2 separate regions of the Hordeum vulgare genome follow, and region 1 is linked to region 2. The links are chromatin contacts, called in public Hi-C maps. All regions are on one chromosome and are shown on one strand. The core of a region is the stretch at or near the end of the contact, and the rest is flanking DNA. Distances in the headings are between cores, read along the strand shown. Region 1 holds the start of LOC123404403 (brefeldin A-inhibited guanine nucleotide-exchange protein 1-like). Region 2 holds the start of LOC123401929 (SWI/SNF complex subunit SWI3B).

Evidence for each region. A called contact is a pair of places that touch in the nucleus more often than the background predicts.
Region 1: a contact with region 2 is called in a Hi-C map of leaf, with 2.9 times the contacts expected there. The contact joins the promoter of LOC123404403 here to the promoter of LOC123401929 in region 2. A contact is called at or near these places in 4 of 6 Hi-C or Micro-C datasets (leaf and seedling) and 1 of 1 datasets of contacts at active chromatin or transcription factors (embryo).

Annotation. Positions count from the first base shown.
Region 1 is chr6H:154,019,981-154,023,813 of MorexV3_pseudomolecules_assembly, forward strand. LOC123404403 (brefeldin A-inhibited guanine nucleotide-exchange protein 1-like) reads left to right here and starts at 2,309. Exons shown (of 12, transcript XM_045098327.1): 1 at 2,309-3,576. The coding sequence starts at 2,594. It overlaps LOC123404404 (mediator of RNA polymerase II transcription subunit 18), which reads right to left and starts at 2,077. Exons shown (of 5, transcript XM_045098328.1): 1 at 1,990-2,077; 2 at 138-237; 3 at 1-35. The coding sequence starts at 2,025.
Region 2 is chr6H:153,835,447-153,839,629 of MorexV3_pseudomolecules_assembly, forward strand. LOC123401929 (SWI/SNF complex subunit SWI3B) reads right to left here and starts at 2,254. Exons shown (of 6, transcript XM_045095796.1): 1 at 1,972-2,254; 2 at 1,454-1,863. The coding sequence starts at 2,200. LOC123406452 (a small nuclear RNA gene) reads left to right here and starts at 2,473; the gene lies at 2,473-2,669.

The DNA of each region.
Region 1 (3,833 bases), core at 1,059-3,558, 180 kb after region 2:
ATCACACAACAAACGAACCTCTGATGGGACAGCTCCTGTACGACTGAAAGATGTCAGCAGATATAAAATAACAATTGCTTATTGCTAAAAAATGAACAGTTGCTTATGATCCTGAGAACAGAAAGATAAAAACTAACCTAGCATTGGCACACTTTTAAGACAGAGCTCATGCACCCTCACACGTTCCTTTGGGACACCAGAGAGGCCTTGTAGAAGAACCTCCAGAGCTTCAACATGCTGCATAGTGCATACCCAAAGGAAAAAAAAGAGTTAAGAGTAATGACATTCACATATAAAAACTATATGCAGCCTAAATGAATGTTGAGATGAATCAAACCACCCTTTACTGTAAATAAACAACATATAATCATGTGATTCGTCCAACTGTACAGCACTATTTTATATTATATCATAAGTAGTGCTCTCAAAGTGGAGAAATACAGTTGACATACCATATATGGTGGTCTGCATGATCTACCCATCATTTTTGTGATATACTTTTTTCGTGTTCGAAATTCATGCTGAGTGTCTACAAATTTGTCATGGAGATGGAGATGATGAACCAATAAAAAATCTACTCCCTATAAACATGAAATTCAGATATCACTTTACACTTAAGGTAGAAATAACAACTTTATTATCTTCTTAAGTACTCCCTCTGTAAAGAAATATAAGCACGTTTAGATCACTAAAGTAGTGATCCGAACGCTCTTATATTTCTTTACGGAGGGAGCACACATTAAGGAGGGATAAATAAACTCAGCAGGTGAATGGATTTTACATGTAATTGTAGTTCAACACGAGGTAGCTGACGGACCCAGGGTTAGCATACATCTTATCTTTTTTCTTCCTAATAAAGGGATATCATAAATCTTACAGCTATAGAGACTCTTCTCATGAGAAGGCAATTGATAAACTAATGCAGAAAGATAGTTATACTGACAACTCCAACCCGAAATAAATACCCTAGATGAATGGAGTCAAATATGTGGAACTGAATTTCCCTTTACTGTAAACAAACTACACAGATTATGTGATTTCTCCAACTGTACATCAAATCTATCTAATATATTATAATACAAGAAGTAGTGCCCTCAAAGTGGAGCAATGGACATATTGTGGTCAGCATGATCTAAATACCAACTTTGTGACATTTTTGTTAAAAGTGTCGTGTTGTTTCATTCTGATAAGTGACTAACAATTTGTGATGGGGAGTTGGAGACAACGAATCAATGAACAATACTAGCATTATTTATGAACATAAATTTCTGATGCCACTTCATGTTTATAGAAGAAATAGAAGTTAATTATCCTCTTCCGAACAGATTAGGGAGGGTTAACCAGGTTTGAGATCGGCAACTGCCGCCTTCTAGCCTAAATCTTAACATAAGTACAGTTAAAGGGACCCCTCCCCATGAGAAGATAATAAATAAATTAGTGTGTGGAGATAGTTGTTGTGACAACTCCAACAAATCAATATTCAAAACAAACTAAGAGAATTTATTTAACTGTAAAGATGAAATTCTAGATACCACATCATAAGCGATGGATACATCTAAAAAAAATCAATATCCAAAATCATGACTGCAACCTGAAAGGCCAAAGGGCCTGTGTGCCAAAACTCTTATCAAATACATATACAAGAAGAGAGCACAAAAGGCCAAGTCTCATCAACAAAAGTTGGCGCATGTCACTAGAGGCACCAAGAAGATGTGCCATCCTACGACGAATCATAATACAGTAGATGAATACCACACATAAATCGTCGCTCTGCCTATGCTTTGACATATGATTTTCCCGCTCCTTGTTCAAATCAGTCATGCATTACAGCATCCTTGACAAGTTACAATTCCGTATGAAACAGTCAAACATCACATGTTTTTTTGTTTTTGGCAACAAGTAGAGTTCACTTGCACTACCCTAACAGCAATGGATAGCTACTGCACACATGAATGAATCTCTACAAAACAGACAAAGGAGACACAGTACCTGGGTCTCGATGATACCCTGCACCACGCACTCCATCGGCCAGGGGCGGATCCAGGCGGCACCCCGAAATCGCGAACGTCAGCGGGGTATCGCGGCGACGGGGACGAAGCGCGTGACGGGCGGGAGGCGTAAGCGCTGGGGAAGGGTACGGGGGCGGGGGCGGGGGCGGGAGCGCGTCGTCGGCGGCGACGCTGAGGTGCGGCACGGCGGCCGCTGTTACTGTTAGGGCACGAGGGGGTTGACTCTCGGAGGGGAGAAGCCGAGGCGACGAGAATACCAGAAAGTGCAGGGAGCAGAGTGCTAAACCGCACTAGTTAAGTTCGGGTAACGCTCCGCCCAGGAAAGTTGGGCAGTGGCCCTCGCGGGGGGCGGGAATCCCAGTCCTACCCCTCCTCCTTCCTCTCTTCCATTCCACCCCACGCGCACGCACGGACACGCCCGTCACCACCTCCCTCCCTCGCATTCCCATTTGTTCCACACCTCTTCCTCCCCCGGTCCCTCTCAGATCTCTCTGCCTCCAATGACCACCGCCGCGGCCAAGACCAGCGCGTAGCGGCCTCCCTCCCACCCTCTCTCTCCCCTCCGGGAGCGCCCCATTCCCGCCATGGCGTCCCCCACGGCGCCGCTGGGCGGCTCAACCCCGTCGGGCCGCGTGCTCGGCCCCGCGCTCGACCGCATCATCAAAAACGCCGCGTGGCGGAAGCACTCGGCGCTCGTCGCCGCCGCCAAGTCGGCGCTCGACCTCCTCTCCTCCTCCTCCTACCACTCGCCCGACCCGACCTCGCCCAACCCCTCGCCGCTCCTCGGCCTGCCCGTCGCCGCGGCCGCCGCCTCGCTCCACGCGCTGATCCTCGCGCTCGAGTCCGCCTCCCCCAAGGTCGCCGACCCCGCGCTCGACTGCGTCGCCAAGCTCCTCTACCACCGCCTTCTCCTCGGCGACCTCGGCGCCGCCGCCGACGACTCCCCCGCCTCCAAGCTCCTCGCCGCCGTCCTCTCCTGCGGCGCCCTCAACGACGACGCCATGGAGCTCGCCACCCTCCGCGTGCTCGTCGCCGCCGCGCGCTGCCCCTCCATCGCCATCCGCGGCGACGGCCTCGGCCAAATGCTCAAGACCTGCTACAACATATACCTGAGCAGCAGCAGCGGCGCCAACCAGATGTGCGCCAAGCTGGCGCTCGCCCAGGTGCTGGTCATCGTGTTCGCGCGCGTGGAGGTGGACTCCATGGACGTCCGCGTGCCCACGGTGTCCATCACGGACATGATGGACGTGTCTGATCGCAGCCTCAACGACTCAGGCATCGTGCAGGTGGCACAGGGGTTTATAAATGATGCCATGGAGGGGAGTGACGTCCCGGAGCCAGGGACCCCGGTGGCGATGGCTGAGGTGGATGAGAAGGATGATGAGGGGATGAGCAAGATCAGGGAGGATGGGTTAGCACTCTTCAAGAACCTCTGCAAGCTGTCAATGAAGTTCTCAACACCTGATAACCCCGAGGACCAGGTGCTGTTGCGGGGGAAGGTGTTATCTCTCGAGTTGCTCAAGATGGTCGTGGACAATGCTGGCCCATTCTGGAGAATCAATGAAAAGTATGATCACGATTGCTCTTGTTTCACTTATTATATGCATTTTAACAACAGTTCAACTTGTTGCATTTTCTATCTGCACAAGTATTTCTACTGCAGTCAATTGCAAGATTGTTGATGGCTCAAACAACTATGCCAAGGAAGGCATAAAATAGGCAATGCAGAAACATACACTAGTACTAGCTCATGAATTCACACCTTCCCATTTATTAGGGTATAGTATTATTTCCCTGATCCAGGTGGGGTTTGCTTATGTACGT
Region 2 (4,183 bases), core at 1,004-3,503:
ATACAATATTCATATGAAGAGCAAGCCCACTCGACTTAAACTTATAAGCAACTATTCACATACATATGCAATTACCAGTTCCCAAAACAAAAGATACACCATTAAGTTTTCTATTTGCTCATCTGTCCCTGCGCCCTTTCTATGGTGTGTACATATCAAACCAGCTAAGCCAAAACCAACGATCAACCAGGAATATCTCCAATCCGAAAAACACATGGGCAGGCTCATAACTAAACGCTACCCTGGTGGCTTTCTCTATCAGATTAAGAACCCTTTACAAGATCAGGAAAGGTTGGGATGGTGTCAGGTTTAGAATAACTTTAACTGGCGATATTTGGAGAGGAAGAGGTTAGGGACTTGTGTGAGCACATTGAACTTACTGATGAGGTGGATTCAGTTAACTGGACACTAGATCCAGCTGTTTTCTCAGTAAAATTTCTTTATAAAACTGTGTAACTTGCGTTTCTGGGGCTTCCACAGATTTTTTTTGTGGAAAATTAAAATTCCCTTAAAATTCAAGGCTTTCCTGTGGCTGGTCCTGAGTCAAAGAGGGTGGGAGGGAAATCAATCATGTCAATTCTGTGGAATAATAAGACTAATGATCATCTCCTTTTTTCATGCCCCCTAGGAAGTTACACATAGAACATAGACTGCTGTGCGTTTGTTTTTCAGGGAAGTACAACCTCTTGTTGATCATCTGTTTGGTGGATGGTTACAACAGTTCCATTGACAAGTTTGGATTTTGGTGTCCGTTGGCATGCCAGCAGTTTTATGGTTATAGTATGGAGGAAATGTCGTAACAATTCCTACTCGTGTGCTGATTAACTGGACAACCGGGTTGTTGTTACTAACTTGATTGGTCACTGGATGATTGGCATGGTCGATTTGCAGACAAAGGAGCAAAACAGAGATGTTCTCAATTGGTACAAAGGCGAAAGGATGGCAGTCTACAGCACAAAGGCTTATGTGAGACGGTGCGGATAGTTTTGCTTGTGGCTGTGCTTTTCACTGGCTTGTGTATGGTAGTTTGTAAGGTTGCTGTATAGGATATTCTGTTTTACACATCACCGTGTTTGCTGGTAGACATTGCCTTTTGCTTACTTATCTTTTGGCATGTGTACCAGTTACTTTCCTGTTTACTTTCGTTGTACTGAACTGCTTTGGTTTCTGGTAATAAAACCAGGTGTTTTCCCCTTGTTAAAAAGAACCCGTTCCCCCAGTTACACTACATAAATAATATGAATATTCATAATCTGCGGCTTAATGTAGTGCTTTTTATAATGGCAGAAAACCTAAACAGGTCACTATAGCCAATTATTAGAAGTACTTATATGAATGAGCTAAGATAGTTCTAACCAGATACTACAAATAATGCATACTATGCACATATTACATAAACTGAAATGCAAGTTTACACAGCACTTGACAGTCAAAACAATGGCAAATCACTCACCTTCTCGCAGGTGAAATAGGCAGAGCCGCAGACGCTGCGGCACCCTACGCAGAGCTTCTTGGGTGTGGTTGGTCCAGCAGGCAATGAAGACTGAGAAGTCGCCCCTTCCTCCCTCTTGTCTTTCCCCTGCTTCGCCCCCAGCGGAGGAGCACCATGGTTGATGAGGCCCCATTCTTCAAGGAAGTCAAACACACGGCGCACAGAGCCAACGTCGCCGATAAGGCCCCGCCTGGCCTCGGTGAGCGTGAGCCGCCGCGCTGGCCTTGCCCGGAACCTCTTGACGAGGGAGTTGCGATAGTACTTGTAGGCTTCCGGGCCCCGTGACCCAGACACCACGGCGACCTCCCCTTCGAAGAACTCTGGCAACAGGCGGCGCTCCGTGTCGCTGATGCTGTCGTACGAGAACCACCCTGCAAGCGCAACCCTCGGTCAGATAGGGTTCTAGGTCTTCGCCTTCACTAGACGCGAAAGTGCTGGTGAGGGCGGGACTGGGGCGGGACGCCGGGAGAGGAGGTCACCTGAGTAGCTAGGGACGGTGATGACGTGCGGCGAGTCCTCGGCTGAGGCTCCCACGGCGGGTACTCCGGCGGCGGTGGCGGCCGAGGTGGAGGCGGGAGGGATCTCCGTCTTGAGGGTACCGGCAGTGGACGGGGGCTGGGAGAAGGGTGGCGCCTTGAACGGCGACCGCGTAGGCGTCGGCGCGGAGTTGGCTGTGGCCGGGGGCACCGGAGCCGGCGGTGTGGCCATCGGAGACGAGGCAGCCGGTGGAGCCTTCTCCCGGTCCGTTTCCTCCGACGGCGCTAAGCGTGTAGTTTGGGCCTTATCTTTTACTCGCAACGAGGCCGCCGTTGCGTTACGGTTTGGGCCTTGGGAGATTTGGTTAAAAGAGCCCAGCTACGGCGATCCCACACAGAGCGTTCGTTCCTCGCGTGATGCGAGTTTAGTCCCACCTCGCTTGCGCTGAGCGGAGGGAGCCGGGAGAGGTGTATAAAAGAAGAGGCTGGGCAGCAGGAGAACTCATACCTTTCTCGGCCTTTTGGCTAAGATCAAGTGTAGTATCTGTTCTTATCAGTTTAATATCTGATATGTGGGCAATGTGCCCATAACGATATTAAATTTATTTTTTGTGGGGGTGGGTCCACCACAGTAGCTTGCTACTGGGACCCACAAGCGTCGCCTGGGCGTTGCACTGCTGCCCTGGCCCGGAGCACCCCAACCAAAACCAGTCAAATTTTTTCAGGAAAGCAATTTACTCTGGTGTAGACTGGTGATAGTAATAAGTTACAAAAGGCCAGTGCCAACAATACTACTTCCAGTGCACCATTAAAATTAAAAATGACTCGGTAGGCCGCAAAAAGCACAACTCCAACTTCGTTGTGTAAGATCATACCAGTCCCTGCTGAACCATCGAGTGGTGAGAACGATCCATCTACATCTACAGACAGGGCCAAAATCCAGTCGGAGGCCGTGGCCAAGGGTCAGGAACTGCATCTCCTGTACAGTGCGCTTCCGACTGAATAAAGTCGAGAGGCATCTTCCCTTTTATTCTTCAGTACTGGAATTTCTAGCATGGGATAATGATCTTAAATAGCTGTCTAGGAAGTCAACCGATGGTACACTTTTTCCATGCACTCAACTGCCAAATACGCCAGATTAAGATGATGACCATGTCACGCACCTGTTCAGAGCAGTTTGCCAAAACATGTACTGTAGTAGCCATTCAGGGCCATTGTCTATGAGCAGCTCATTGGACGGAAGTGGCAAGATGGACCTCACCGTGTCCCATAAAATCCTGGCATGACCACATGTTACTAACGCATGAAAAGTTCCTTCCTTTTCCACACCACAAAGCATGCATGTATCACGTGTACTTACGTGGCGGTAAGACTTGCATTGGTTGGTCGCCAGTGCGACCGCCGCTACCTTCGACGCGCACACACGCATCTTCAACGGCCCCTTCGCTTGCCAAATACAGTTCCATAGCGACCGTTCCCCGTCGGGCTGAGAGCTGGACGCACCAGAATCAGACTTCATTGCTAACTTATACGCACTTTTTACAGTAAAACAACCAGTTTTCTTCGGCGCCCACGCAATGAAGTCTTGCATGTTTCGGAGAGAAGTGCGAATTTTTAGTATATGTTGTACGTTCATCGATCAGAAATACTCTTGTAGTCGCTGCATGTGCCATGAACCATTGTCATTTAGAAAATCTGACACCCTATTCAATCTGCAATTTCTCTTTTGTGTCACTCGCCTGAAATCATTACCACGTGGTGTCCAGGGGTCCCTCCAAGCACGAATTGATTTGCCATCTCCTACTCTTCATATAACTCCTTTTCTGACATGTTCCGTACCAAAGATAATACCCTTCCAAACCACCGAAGAATTTACAGGAAACACAGTGTCCAAGATGTCACCATTTGGATAGTACTTAGCTTTGAGCAAACGAGCACACAAACTGGTAGGATCATCAATCAATCTCCACGCCTAGGCCAACAATGCTTGGTTAAAAGCCCGCATATCCCTAAACCCCATGCCACCTTTTGATTTAGGCAAAATCATCTTGTCCCATTTTAGCCACGCCATTTTCCTCTTTCCCCTGTCAACACCCCACCAATATTGTCTCATCAGGCGGGTCAGCTCATCACACACCGACACTGGTAATCGAAATACACTCATAACATAAGCAGGTCAACAGACTTGATCAAAATCTCCTTCTTACAAGAAGAC